Regions from separate parts of the Ovis aries genome. Here region 1 is linked to region 2. Evidence: chromatin contacts called from public Hi-C data. All regions are on one chromosome and are shown on one strand. Each heading gives the region's core, a stretch centred on a gene start, on an enhancer-like site or on the middle of the called end of the contact. The rest is flanking DNA. Distances are from core to core; before and after follow the strand shown.

Region 1 (7,308 bases), core at 3,641-6,140, 160 kb before region 2:
TTTTGTTACATCTTTCCAAATAATTGTTTCTCTGTTTAAAAATGATATAAACAACCTGTTCTGATCACTTTGGGGTCTCATTGCTATGAGAATCCACTGAGAATTAGATTTTTTTTTCTCCTGTTTACCTGTCTTGTGTCAATTTAATCATTAGACCAGTTGAAAGAACTCAAGAGGGGTAGGGGGAAATTTCCTCCTACCTGACAGAGCTAACAACAAATCCCCCATCCCAAAAAAGTATTTTAAATTCAAAATTTGCTATAAAGGCATAATTAACACTTATTTTACATTTAAAAAGTGCTTATTAAAATAAGACAAATAGGATTCCTAACATATGTGCCTAGTATATCTCAACCTAAAGCCCAATATCATGTTTGATGGTGAAATATCAGTACCATTCCCCAGAGAGTCAGGAGCGTGACAAAGAATCTTTGTATCGCCATCACTATCATTGATGACATTTTGTGACATATTTAGTAATATTTGTCAAGGAATTTTCCAAAGAGTTGATTTATTGCATTGTGTTTAGAGGCACATCTAAAGAGAGAAATGAAAACAGATACATTACTGTACTGTGTATTACTGTGGGGGAAAAAAAGCTCCTTTTTATCTACAAGGCTATAAAGTAAAACAATGTAATCTAAACCTCTACATAAATAAAAGCTACAGAGATTTGGGACAAAGAACAAAAATGCACAGCGATATTGTGAAGAAAAGTCTAAGACTTTCTAAGAGGAAATTGATTAACATGTGATTAGAAATAGCTAAGAATATAATAGCTAAGAATAAACTTAGGCGAATCAATTGTTCTTTGAATTAAGCACATGTGCCTTCCGTGTGTATGTGTGTGTGTGTTTGAGTGTTTGTCTCTGCGTATGGCAGCTGCAGATTTCTTTTTCCCATAAAAAGGCAAAGAGATTCTAGGAAATGTAGAGAGAAAACTGAACCTCAAATTACCCCAAAATACATTTCATTTCTATATATGTAAAAAATATAACAATATGATGAAACCAATGAAAACAACATGCTCAAAATTGTTCAGATTTGACCTATTTCATATGTTATTAATAAATATTAGAAAGCAACTCTGGGAGAACATTAATCATTAGCACACAAGGATAATCTATGATCCCAATGATTCAATATTCAGTAAATATATTAATATAAAAAGATAAATCTATGGATGTACCACTAGATCTAATTAGGAGAGAAAAACCACAAAGTTATCTGAAATAGGAAACTTTAGTATAAAAAATGAATTCAAGGAACTGGAGTAAGGACTCAGGGACTGGCTAATAGGAAGCAAAAATAACCAAATAGTGGAGGACTAGCAGAGATACGGCTTCCCTGGTAGCTCAGTGGTAAGGAATCTGCCTGCTAATACAGGAGACGTGGGTTTGATCCTTGGGTTGGAAAGATCCCCTCAAGAAGGAAATGCCAACTCATTCCAGTATTCTTGTCTGGGAAACTCCATGGAGAGAGGAGTCTGGCGGACTACTATTCAAGGGGTTGCAAAAGAGTTGGACATGACTTAGCAACTAAACAACAAAACAACAGGAGAGATAAGGGGCAGTTACTACTTGTAGGGTCAAAGGGGAGCACCAAGGACTGAAATCCACACCTTCTGGGAGAGGGCACGTGTGTGGGTCACTGGATTAAAGAGGAGTTGCTGTGGTTCTGCATCACTTGGTGGAAATCTAATCACAACAGATGAAGGCAGCTGAGAAAATAAAGTTTGGAGCTCAGAGGAAAGGCATTAAAGAAAGGAGACTTCATGAGATCACTGGGAATAAGTTCAGTTAGAGAGGACGTTCAAGAACAGAGTTCTGGGTGCACCAACATTAGAGGGTAAGGAAAAAATGCTGATTCAGCAAAAAGGATTCAAGAAAGAGCAACAAATAAGGCATGAGAAAAACCAGACCTAAATGGCATGTGACAAGGGGAAAAAGGAGTGAGTGATGAAAGCTGTCAAGTATTGACAGCTAAGACCTGAGAAGTGATCACTGGATTTGCCAGTATGGAGGTTGGTGATGGCTTTGCCAAGTGCCATCTAGTTGCTAGTGGGCTCAAGAGAGAATATAACTTTCTATGGAGTATAATTTCCCACAGTTTGTTATGCTCCACACAGTCAAAGGCTTTGGTATAGTTAATAAAGCAGAAATAGATGTTTTTCTGGAACTCTCTTGCTTTTTTGATGATCCAACAGATGTCAATTTGATCTCTGGTTCCTCTGCCTTCCCTAAATCCAGCTTGAACATCTGGAATTTCATGGTTCATGTACTGTTGAAGCCTGGCTTGGAGAATGTTGAGCATTACTTTGCTAGAGTGTGAGATAAGTACAATTGTGTGGTAGTTTGAACAATCTTTGGCATTGCCTTTCTTTGGGATTAGAATGATAACTTACCTTTTCGAGTCCTTTGGCCACTGATGAGTTTTCCAGATTTGTCGGCATATTGAGTGCAACACTTTCACAGCATCATCTTTTAGGATTTGAAATAGCTCAACTGGAATTCCATCACCTCCACTAGCTTTGTTCATAGTGATGCTTCTAAGGCCCACTTGACTTCACATTCCAGGATGTCTGGCTCTATGTGAGTAATCACATCACTGTGGTTATCTGGGTCATGAAGATCTTTTTGGTATAGTTCTGTGTATTCTTGCCACCTCTTCTTAATATCTTCTGCTTCTGCTAGGTTCATACAATTTCTGTCCTTTATTGTGCCATCTTTGCGTGAAATGTTCCCTTGGTATCTCTAATTTTCTTGAAGAGATATCTAGTCTTTCCCATTCTATTGTTTTCCTCTATTTCTTTGCGTTGATCACTGAGGAAGGCTTTCTTATCTCTCCTTGCTATTCTTTGGAACTCTGCATTCAAATGGGTATATCTTTCCTTTTCTCCTTTGCCTTTAGCTTTTCTTCTTTTCTCAGCTATTCAGAAGGCCTCCTCAGACCACCATTTTGCCTTTTTTGCATTTCTTTTTCTTGGGGATGGTCTTGATCATCCAAGATGAGCTCCTGTACAATGTTGTGAACCTCTGTCCATAGTTCTTCAGGCACTCTATCAGATCTAATCCCTTGAATCTATTTGTTACTTCCACTGTTGAAAATTTTTAAAGAGAAGGGAATACCAGACCACCTGACCTGCCTCTTGAGAAATCTGTATGTAGGTCAAGAAGCAACAATTATAACTGGACATGGAACAACCGACCAATTCCAAATTGAGAAAGGAGTACGTAAAGCCTGTATATTGTCACCCTGCTTATTTAACTTGTATGCAGATTACATCTTGAGAAATGCTGGACTGGATGAAGCACAAGCTGGAATCAAGGTTGCTGGGAGAAATATCAATAATCTCAGATATGTAGATGACACCACCCTTATGGCAGAAAGTGAAAAAGAACTAAGCCTCTTGATGAAAGTGAGAGAGGAGAGTGAAAAAGCTGGGTTAAAACTCATCATTCAAAAACTAAGATCATGGCATCTGGTCCCATCATTTCATAGCAAATAGACTGGGAAACAATGGAAACAGTGACAGACTTAATTTTGGGGGGCTCCAAAATCACTGCAGATGATGACTGTAGCCATGCAATTAAAAGATGTTTGCTCCTTGGAAGAAAAGCTATGACCAAACTAGACAGCTTATTAAAAAGCAGAGACATTACTTTGCCAACAAAGGTCCATCTAGTCAAGGCTACGGTTTTTCCAGTAGTTATGTATGGATGTGAGAGTTGGACTGTAAAGAAAGCTGAGTGCCAAAGAATTGATGCTTTTGAACTATGGTGTTGGAGAAGACTCTTGAGAGTCCCTTGGACTGCAAGGAGATCCAACCAGTCCATCCTGAAGAGGGTCAGTCCTGGGTGTTCACTGGAAGGACTGATGTTGAAGCTGAAACTCCAATACTTTGGCCACCTGATGCAAAAAAAAAAAAAAAGACTCATGAAAAGACCCTGATACTGGGAGGGATTTGGGGCAGGAGGAAAGGGGACGACAGAGGATGAGATGGTTGGATGGCATCACCGACGTGATGGACATGAATCTGAGTAAACTCTGGGAGTTGATGATGGACAGGGAAGCCTGGCATGCTGCAGTTCATGGGGTCACAAAGAGTTGGACACGACTAAGCGACTGAACTGAACTGATGGAGTATAATCTATAAAATATTGAATTATTATGCTGTACACTTGAAACTAGTATAGTATTGTAAATCAAATAAAGTTCAATTTAAAGAGAGAGAATCAGAGATGAGCAAACAGACAAGCTTGCCTGAGTCTTATGAAATATTTTGTTACAAAAGGGAACAGATTCTTGTTGATGCATGATAGAAAACCAGGAAATTCTGTAAAGCAATTATTCTTCAATTAAAAAATTAAATTAAAAAAAGGGAGAAGAATCACATGGTGTCTATTTTCACAGAAAACTCAGTGGCTTTGTGCAAATAGATATAATCAGAAAACCACAAAAATCATTAAAGTTAACTAAAATATATTAAGTCTCTACTCTGGAGAGCCCAGTTGTATTAAACAGGAGGGTGACAGAGAGAGGACTTAGAAGGGACAAGACATACCCCTTCTCATGAAGAATATAATAACCCTGAGCCACTTCATAAGGCACCAGCGCTTAAACAAGGAGCATGGGCTGTCAGGCTCCTATAAGGAGCATCTATTCCAAGCGGAATATCAGGGATGAGGGTGGTGGCCTCATCTGCGCTTGAAGCATGAGCAGGATTTAATAAGCTCGATCTCCTTGTCAGTGAGACAATGAAAGTAAAGTTAAAATTAAACCATTACGCCAATAAACTTCTCCCCTTTGGTAACACAAGGGCTAAAGGCTTAGGGTAATCATTTATCTCCTAGAGACTACTAGGAAATTTGGGAATGTTTAGAGAAATCAGTTTGAATGGAATGAGGATCCTGTAGTCCACCTCCCTCCGGTGAGCCTTCCATCTTTTGTTCTTTAATATTCTGCTTTTGAGATGATGAGAATGGGTTTTCCCATAGAGAGCTGCTTAGTTTGCTGTTTTGGGGGTGGGGAAGAGACTTTTCCTGAGATAATTCTGAAAAGTGAGAAAGGATGTTACCTTTACCTAAAAGAAACCAGGGTCCCAGAACTCCAGGGAATAAAACTGGGAATAAAATTATCCAAAAGGATGGCTACAGAGACATGGAAGCAAATCAATAATTTAAAATTATATTTTTTAGAGTTAATATCACCCATTTATTGGAATTAGACTAGATAGCCTGTAGTTTAAGATTCCTAAACTGGGCCTGTTTTTATGGGATGCATTAATTTAAAAAAAATCGGTCATGTCTATGGTGAGACAATAAACATAAATTCTGGCAGAGGGAGATTTCTTAGGGGCTAACAGATCAAATAACCAAACAGACTTGACCTTTCCAATTAATTTATGCATGAGGGAAAAGTAAAACAAAATGAAATCCCACAAGGCTTTGGGAAGTAGGTAATGAGTGAAGAGTTTGGGGCAGAGAACTTTAATTTGGGGCCTCTGAATAAGAGCCACGAACTGTTCTTATATACAGGAAATGCTCAGTGCTGAGACCAGACAAAGATAACATTTCTGCTATTAATAGCTCTGCCTGGTACCTTAAGGAAGAGCCTCATTCTACAGTGAACTAATCAATGGCAGAAGACCAGGATATATTTAATGCAAAAGTAATAGACACAGAAACAATCTCGGCCAGAGAAAGTGACAGGAAATTGATACAGGAATGAATGGCCCAAATTTTTTTTGCTAGTTCTTCCTCATTTTCTGTCTCCAAGTAAATAGATAAGGCTGATGACTTTCAAATTTATATTTCTACTTGGGCCCTCTGTCCTGAACTACCAACTCATAGACACACTGCCTATTTGGTAGTCTTCCCTTCTGGATCAAACAGGGAACTCAAACCCAACATGTCCAAAATGAAACTCCTGTTTTTATTCTGGAAACTTGCTCTCCTCTTGCTTATCTCCCTACTGCCACTGAGTGCACAGCACCATTCACTCACTCAAGCCATAATTCTAGAAGTCTCCCCAAAAATCTCCCCTTTTCCTTATCCTCCTATCCACCTCATGAGCAATTCTTCTTGACTCTGGCTCCAAAACAGATCCCCACGACAGCCCAGCCCAGATACCATTAACTCTTGAATAGTAACTATGACAGCCTCTTCTCAAGTCTCTTGGTTCCCAGTCTTGGCCCTTGTAGACCATGTCCCCCCCTATAGCAGCCAAGACAAATCCAGTCCCCTTACCTACCCACAGGACCCCACATGGTGTGTCCTCAACCACCACTTTGATCTCATCTCCCGCCGCTGACCTTCTCACTCACTCTGCCCTGGTCCTGTTGGACAAGCTTGCTTTGTTTCTTTGCCTGGAATGCCCTTGCTCAGAGCTGCCTCTTTCTCACTATTCCCATTTCAGCTTGGATATAACTTCCGCACACAACCAGGTAAAGTAGTTAGATTTGGCAAAGTGACGCTGGTTACTAAGTTGTTGTCAGTACTACTGCCATTATCTTCATGCCAAATGTCATTTTTACTTCTTTTTTTCATTTTGTGCCTCTCCTGGAGACTTTGCAGGAGTCAACAAGGCAGTGGAAACTGGGACAAAGCAGATACAGGGTAAGGGATGCAGGTGTGGACAATATGCTGACATTATTGCTGGTTACCAGAAAAACTAGTGAGCACTTCTGTAACAATAAGTATGGAGAGGGGAAGTTTAATGAAAACTAAGTCCTTCAGTCATAAATGCAAGAGAAAGAGCTAAGGTAGCAAAATATTCCACTTATTGGTTCAACAAATATTTACAGAGTCAATGAACTAGTGGTCAGTGAACTTTCAGGTGCTGGTACATTAGAAGAGTCCTGCTAGGTACTGTCATTATATAATCACTAAGCCATATCTGATTCTTCTGTGACCCCATGGACTGTAGCCAGCCAGGCTCCTCTGTCCATGGGATCTCCCAGGCAGGAGTACTGGAGCGGGTTACCATTTCTTCCTCCAGGAGATCTTCCCAACCCAGGGGTTGAACCTGAGTCTTCTGCACTGGCAGGCGGATTCTTTACCACTGAGCCACCTGGGAAGCTCACGGATAGGTATAACCTTTGGGAAAAAACATTACACTGAATGCTATGTCTTTGAACTAATTGCCCTAAGGGGTAATTCAGTTCAGTTCAGTCGCTCAGTAGTGTCCGAGCCTTTGCGACCCCATGAATTGCAGCACGCCAGGCCTCCCTGTCCATCACCAACTCCCGGAGTTCACTCAGACTCACGACCATCAAGTCAGTGATGTCATCCAGCCATCTCATCCTCT
Region 2 (7,300 bases), core at 2,942-5,441:
TAGTTCTTCTGTGTATTCTTGTCACCTCTTCTTAATATCTTCTGCTTCTGTTAGGCCTGTACTGTTTCTGTCCTTTATTGTGCCCATCTTTGCATGAAATATTCCCTTGGTATCTCTAATTTTCTCGTAGAGTCTCTAGGCTTTCCCATTCTATTGTTTTCCTCTATTTCTTTGAATTGATCACTGAGGGAGGCTTTCTTATCTCTCGTTGCTATTCTTTGGAACTCTGCATTCAGACTGGTATATTTTTCCTTTTCTCCTTTGCCTTTCACTTCTCTCCTTTTCACAGCTATTTTTAAGGCCTCCTCAGACAACCATTTTTGCCTTTTTGAATTTCTTTTTCTTGGAGATGGTCTTGATCACTGCCTCCTGTACAATGTCATGAACTTCTGTCCATAGTTTTTCAGGTACTCTATCACATTTAATTCCTTGAATCTATTTATCTTTTCCACTGTATAATCGTAAGGGATCTCATTATAAACAATTAGTAGTTACTTATTTTACATGCAGAAAAAGCTAAGGTGTCTTTGAAAGAACAATGATGAGGCTTCATACAGCGTAGTCAAAATACTTTTCTGCTTGCCAAATGTCTCTAAAGTTCTGAGAACGAGATCACTCCTTTTAAGTTTTAAAATTTTCTTTTTCTATTATAAGAGACAAAGTAGATGGCCAGTTGCTAACAAGAGAACATTGGCACCAGGAAATATGTTGGCTTTTGCTCTGTTTTGGAAGGCTTTCCAGTTCTACTGACATCTGGATGACATCAGGAATTCAGTTCAGGACTCAACACTCAGATCCCAGCTGAAGAAACTGGAGTGGCCACCTGATTGACCTGGAGTTTGGACTCTTTTCTGTTTGATCTCTGTTGTTATGTAAGAGTCCAAGACTTGGCTGAAGGCAAGTTTTTAACTGTATGTGCAGCTACAAGTATTTATACTCAAAGTTTTCTCATCAACCACTCCAACCAGTCTTACAAACATAGAACTCTAGAGCTGAAAGAGATTCAAAGAGTCTCTAACCCAAATGTTTGTTTTATTTATTTTTAATAAGAAGACTGATGTATAGAAAGTTTGAAAAATTGCTTCAAGTCACAGAGTTTACTGAGTCAGTACCAGGTCTCCTGATGCCCAGACTGCTGCTTTTTTTATACCTGTTAATACAACTTCCTCTTTATGTTCACATTTTAAGCACAAGTTTATTCATGTCAATGTATGGCAAAACCAATACAGTATTGTAAAGTAAAATAAAAAAATAAAATAAAATAAAATAAAAAAGAAAGTTCACCTAAAAAAAAAAAAATAAAATGCAATAGGGTAGTTTCATTGTAAGGTATTCTAGACAGAACTTTATATAATTTTAAGTTGTTTTTAAAATTGAAATATAGTTGATTTACAATATTATAATAGTTTCAGGTGTATAACATAGAGATTCAGTATTTTTGCAGATTATCCTCCATTCTAGGTTATTACAAGATAATGGCTATAATTCCCTGTGCTCTACAGTATATTCTTCTTGCTTGTCTATGCTTTTAAATTAAGTTTTAATCATTTATTCCAGAAGGAAATTTGCTGATGGAAATACTTTAAGGTTGAGTTTCAAATATTTAAAGAAATAAAGAAGACTACTCTTTCTTGCTTTTTTGGTTAGTGAAATTATAACACAAACCTATGACTTCAGTTGTCCTTCCCTTCCATCTGCTGCCATCCCTACCTTAGCTGTCAGGGTTTCAAATGCTATTCTAAATTTTGCCTCAACAGTTAACTTCTATTGTTAATTTCCCTGCTTCCTAGTATGAGATAAATACAGAAATCAGGCAGACATCCCAAACCATTTTAAACGAGGATCCTTCTGTGACATAGTAATGGAACCTATTTTTCTAAAATAATCACAGAAGCATATAAAAGTATGGGATCTGTGAACTGGCATAACTGATATCACTGAAAGACAGTGGAATGATTTTTAGCCTAATCATAAGCATTGTCAAGGGTGTTCCTACTTACGAGTGACATTTCTAAGAAATAGTGACTCCTACTGTTAAAAGTTGCAAATAGACATAGAAAAATTGAATTAAAATTAAGTTAAAGGAAAATTCTATACTTTAAAAATAACTTCATAACACAAAACAGAGTTGTATCTAGTATAAAATTAGTAATACAGACAGATGATTTAGGCATCAGCAAAAGATAAGATTTTTTCTTCTTTTATTGGTAGTCTAGAACTCACTATTTTGTTATCATTTTGTTTCTATTGCCATTAGATTTCCCTTAATACTGAGCCTGTCTTGCATCATCTCTATTAGCCGAGTCCCCTAGTTTACTCAGAGTAAATGTTACATGTGGTTGAAAGAGCAGGAACCTGCAGTTCAAAGGGTATCCAAGGACCAAGTTTTCCTCTGTCATTCAGTCTTGAGTAAACAAACCAGAGCAGATTTTATAAGATCCCAGAATTTTCACTGTTTCATAGGAAAATGGGGATAATGTTACTTCATTGAACTGTTGAGAATGAAAACAAAACAATGCGACATGCCTTCTCAATGTTAAATATTATACACTGCAAAATGTTATTGATACTAACAACAGGAATAATAGCAGTCACAAGATTGGCACTTGTGCCCTCTCAGATTAGTAAATACAGGTTTATAGTAAATGAAATATCCTTCTATAAAAATGCTTTTGATTGATTGCTAAATTGGTCTTAAATGCTTCCCTTTAGAGCTGGGTTCTTCTGGACTAGAATCTAGAAGGTGGAGGAGGAAGGGATCTGTCTTGCTACAAACATCAGATAACATGCAGAGAAGCAATTTCTCCCATGTTAGTAAAACTGAGACCTCTTTTTATCACTTATTTACCTTTCTGAAAGATTCGCAGTTCGAGAATAAAATTATTTATTTCAGTAGATCCTTTACATCATGCTGTTAATTCATATGTGTGTAATCATGAAGAAAAAAATGTGTACCAAGCACTAATACTGGGTAATCTTAGAAGGCAGGATTATATCAAAATTAAGGTGCAACTGGGGCCCTGCCCACAGGGAACTCAGCTCCACTTGTAAAAGATGACACAGGAGTGCCTGAGCACCTTTCCTCCAAGCAATGACCACAGGCTATGCCTATATGAGTCCATCTATGCTATGGAATTGGGAATTTCCCTGGGCAGGTTGGGAGAGGGCACCTTCCGTGGGTCTTTGCCCCTGGCTTCCCATCATAGCACTGACAGGTACCAACCACAATCTCTGTGGACATCTTTCCTCAGTTACACAATGAAGGCCACAAACCAGGTGATCTCCACAAGTATACAAGTTTTCTTGCCTCAACCTTATTCACAACTTTGTTCATATTCTCCTGTTTCTGAGAGACAATTTCAACTATATACAGAAATCTGAAAAGGCTAATGAGTCACAGTTGCTGCTGCTGCTAAGTCACTTTAGTCATGTCCGACCGACTCTGTGCGATCCCATAGATGGCAGCCCACCAGGCTCCCCTGTCCCTGGGATTCTCCAGGCAAGAATACTGGAATGGGTTGCCATTTCCTTCTCCAATGCATGAAAGTGAAAAGTGAAAGTGAAGTCGCTAAGTCGTTCTGACTCCTAGCAACCCCATGGACTGCAGCCTACCAGGCTCCTCTGTCCATGGTGTTTTCCAGGCAAGAGTACTGGAGTGGGTTGCCATTGTCTTCTCCATGAGTCACAGTCCCCAACCCCAAACCTTGTTAGTTCTGATCCAGTATGTTATTCTGCAGCCGAAGCCTGTCTGACTCATCAAGGTGTTGCAGTAAATACTCACGGAATCCTTGGAGAAGTGACCATTGTCCACAGAGTCCATTGGCACTGGTGGCCTCTCAAGTCTTGCTCTAGGATCTTGATTGAATCGATTGCGTTTTTTTTAGAAAGTCTCTTCTTCATTTTGAAACCAGGAACCATTCCCAGAGGGAGATCCTTATGCTGCTGACAGTGCTCTGACTTCCCCTCAAACTGTTCCCTCGCTTTAACAGATCTCTGATTAGTAATTATCTTCCAACCCAAAAAGAAGAAATGTACTTACCTTCACCATTAAACCAGTATTGTAAGCTCTAGACTATAAGGCTACCTTTAAGAAAGAAGGCATTTTCATCCCTTCTTCCTTTTCAAATAATTCCACAATTTCACAAGGATAAATATGTGTCACATGGCAGACAGACTGAATCAGGTTTAGCCGTACATTCTCAGAGCAGAGAGCCTGAGGTTGGCTTTGCCGCTTAATTTTTAACTTCATTTTCAAGTTCTCACTGATAAAATGAGTATCTCAAAAGATGACACCATGTTTTTCTGCTTTGAACTCTTCAGACAGCCGACAAAGTCAACAAGCCTTTTTTCCTGAAAGGAAGGCAGGATGGCATGGAAGAAAGAGCAGGGCTCCTGGAACTAGAGAGATGAGATTAACCCCTTCTTCACTTCCTAGTGTATTCTGTGGCCTTGGACAAGTAATTTAACTTTTCTGTATTGGTTTCTGCTTTAGTAAAACTTCCCTGGTAGTTCAGTGGCAAAGAATCTGCTTGCTGATGCATGAGACTCAGGTTCGATCCCTGGGTTGGGAAGATCCCCTGGAGAAGGAAATGGCAACCCACTCCAGTAGTCTTGCCTGGGAAATCCTATGGACAGAGGAGCCTGGCAGGCTAGAGTCCAAGGGGTCGCCAAGAGTCAGACATGACTTAGTGACTAAACAACAACAATCTCAGTAAAGCAAGGGTTATAATGTTCAATTCATGGGGTTACTGGGCAAACAAAATTAAATACATATGCTAACCAGTAGTAGGTCCTCACATGGCAACTCACGCCAGTCTTTTTGCCTGGAGAATCCCCATGGATGGACAAGCCTGGAGGGCTACAGTCCATACAGTCACACAGAGTGGACATGAATGAAGTGACTTAGCATGCAGGCATGCAGGCAGTAGGCCCTCAATAAATGAGATATTCTCCCATTAAAGAGTGCTGTAAATCAGCTAGGGGCTTCCCAGGTGGTTCAGTGGAAAATAATCTAACTGCCAATTCAGGAGACACGGGTTCGATCCCTCAGTTGGGTAGATCCCCTGGAGAAGGAAATGGCAACCCACTCCAGTATTATTGCCTGGAGAACTCTAAACAGAGGAGGCTACAGTCCACACAGTTGCAAAGAGTCAGACACAACTGAGCACATACGCACACAAATCAGCTAGGCTTTCCTTAAGCATTTGGTGTCCACAGCTTAATAAATGTGAACTTTGGCTACTCTGACATCTCACTACAAAGTTACCCTGCATCTATCCTTCCTGTTTCTTATCTGTGCTCTTTCTACTCCAGTCTCTGCTTGACTCCTAGTACTTGTACTTGGGTTTTTATTTATTTATTGACCACTAGGCATGTGAGATCTTATTTCCCCAACCAGGGGCCAAACCTGTGCCCCTTACACTGGAAGCATGGAGTCTTAACAACTGGACCATCAGGGAAGTCCCTTCACTTGTGTTTTATTTGAGGTTCTTAAATTTTGGACTGTAGTTGCTACTGGGTATTTCCAGTTAGACTCTCAGCCCTTATAAAATGAGGTGAAGTCCTGCTGTTTCTGCCTTTATTAGCTTCGGACTGCCTTATTGAGTTTACTTGTCCCAGTTAATCTCTCCATACTCCCCCAAGGAGCCAACTGGGGCTAGCACTTTAGCTTAGCTACTTGGTTCCTCTGTATTAGTGTTCTATTGTTGCTGTAGTCAATTACCACAAACTTACTGACTTATTAATTACACAACACAGATTTATTCTTACAATTCTAGAGGTCAGAAGTGCAAAATGGGTTTCACTGGGCCAAAACTCAAGATATCATCAGGGCCACATTCTTCTTGGAGGCTTTAGGGGAGAATCTTTTTTTCTCTTTTTTTTAAACTTTTCTGGCTTTTCATGTCATCTGGCTTCCTTGGCTCATGGCTGCTTCCTCCATCTTTAAAGGCAGCAGCATAACATCTTCAAATCTTTCTACCTCTGACCTCCTACCTCCCTCTTTATAAGGAAATTTGTATCCATAATTATATTGGGCTCACTTGAAAAATACTAGATTATCTTCAGGTCTCAAAACCCTTAATCACATATGCAGAGTCCCCTTTACCACACAAGTTAACATATTCACAGTTTCCAGAGATTAGGATGTGAAAATCTTCAGATGCCATTACTCAGCCTACCACAGTCTACTTTTCAAAAGTATATAAGTAGCTGCTGCCGCCGCTAAGTCACTTCAGTCATGTCCGACTCTGTGCAACCCCATAGACGGAAGCCCGTGAAGAATTAAAACAACAGTACCTTCTTTCCTGCAGTTGAAAAGCATGACCTGGTAGCAGCCCTTGTGGAAAAAGTATTTGAGACTGGATCTGCCAAAAAAGGACTAAATATGGTAAGGAAGGAGTGTTCAACAATGTCCAGTGCCACAGTAAGATTCAAAATTTATTTTTCAAGCTTCATATTTTGTTTAAATTTAATACTATAGTTGGATTTTGAAAGCTCCCTGAAGGAATCTTGTGTATTTTGAGAACTGGTATATCCATAGCTCTTGGTACAGTATCTGGTCTACAGTATATGTTTAATAGACATTAATTGAAAAGCAGAGACATTACTTTGCCAACAAAGGTCTGTCTAGTCAAGGCTATGGTTTTTCCAGTGGTCATGTATGGATGTGAGAGTTGGACTGTGAAGAAAGCTGAGTGCCCAAGAATTGATGCTATTGAGCTGTAGTGTTGGAAAAGGCTCTTGAGAGTCCCTTGGACTGCAAGGAGATCCAACCAGTCCATTCTAAAGGAGATCATCCCTGGGTGTTCTTTGGAAGGAAAGATGCTAAAGCTGAATGAAACTCCAGTACTTTGGCCTCCAGTACTCTGGCCTCCAGTACTCTTCACCTCATGTGAAGAGTTGACTCATTGGAAAAGACTCTGATGCTGGGAGGGATTATGGGGAGGAGGAAAAGGGGATGACAGAGGATGAGATGGCTGGATGGCATCACCAACCTGATGGACATGAGTTTCAGTGAACTCCGGGAGTTGGTGATGGACAGGGAGGCCTGGTGTGCTGCAATTCATGGGGTGGCAAAGAGTTGGACACGACTGAGCGACTGAACTGAACTGAACTGAATTCACTGAACAGATGAATTCTTGAGTCACATTTGCCATTAAAAATCAAGACTTCTGCAGCTGGTTCAAACTCCTTAGCCCCCATCTTGATTTTTACATAACAAAGTGTAAATCAGCTCAGTGAGCACCATAATAAGTACCTACAACTTATTTATAACTATCAAGAGTAGTGTAGCAGAAAA

The links. Hi-C and Micro-C count contacts between places; a contact is called where the count stands out from the background.
Region 1: a Hi-C map of liver shows a contact between it and region 2, with 2.6 times the contacts expected there. The contact joins the promoter of SLC17A4 here to the promoter of SLC17A2 in region 2. A contact is called at or near these places in 2 of 16 Hi-C or Micro-C datasets (liver and mixed tissues).

What each region holds. Positions count from the first base shown.
Region 1 is chr20:31,096,811-31,104,118 of ARS-UI_Ramb_v3.0, reverse strand. SLC17A4 (solute carrier family 17 member 4) reads left to right here and starts at 4,890. Exons shown (of 13, transcript XM_060403414.1): 1 at 4,890-4,930; 2 at 6,567-6,617. SLC17A1 (solute carrier family 17 member 1) reads right to left here. Exons shown (of 13, transcript XM_060403420.1): 13 at 1-3,909.
Region 2 is chr20:30,936,236-30,943,535 of ARS-UI_Ramb_v3.0, reverse strand. It overlaps SLC17A2 (solute carrier family 17 member 2), which reads right to left and starts at 4,191. Exons shown (of 11, transcript XM_060403418.1): 1 at 3,782-4,191. It overlaps LOC132658266 (a long non-coding RNA gene), which reads left to right. Exons shown (of 3, transcript XR_009597645.1): 3 at 6,312-7,300.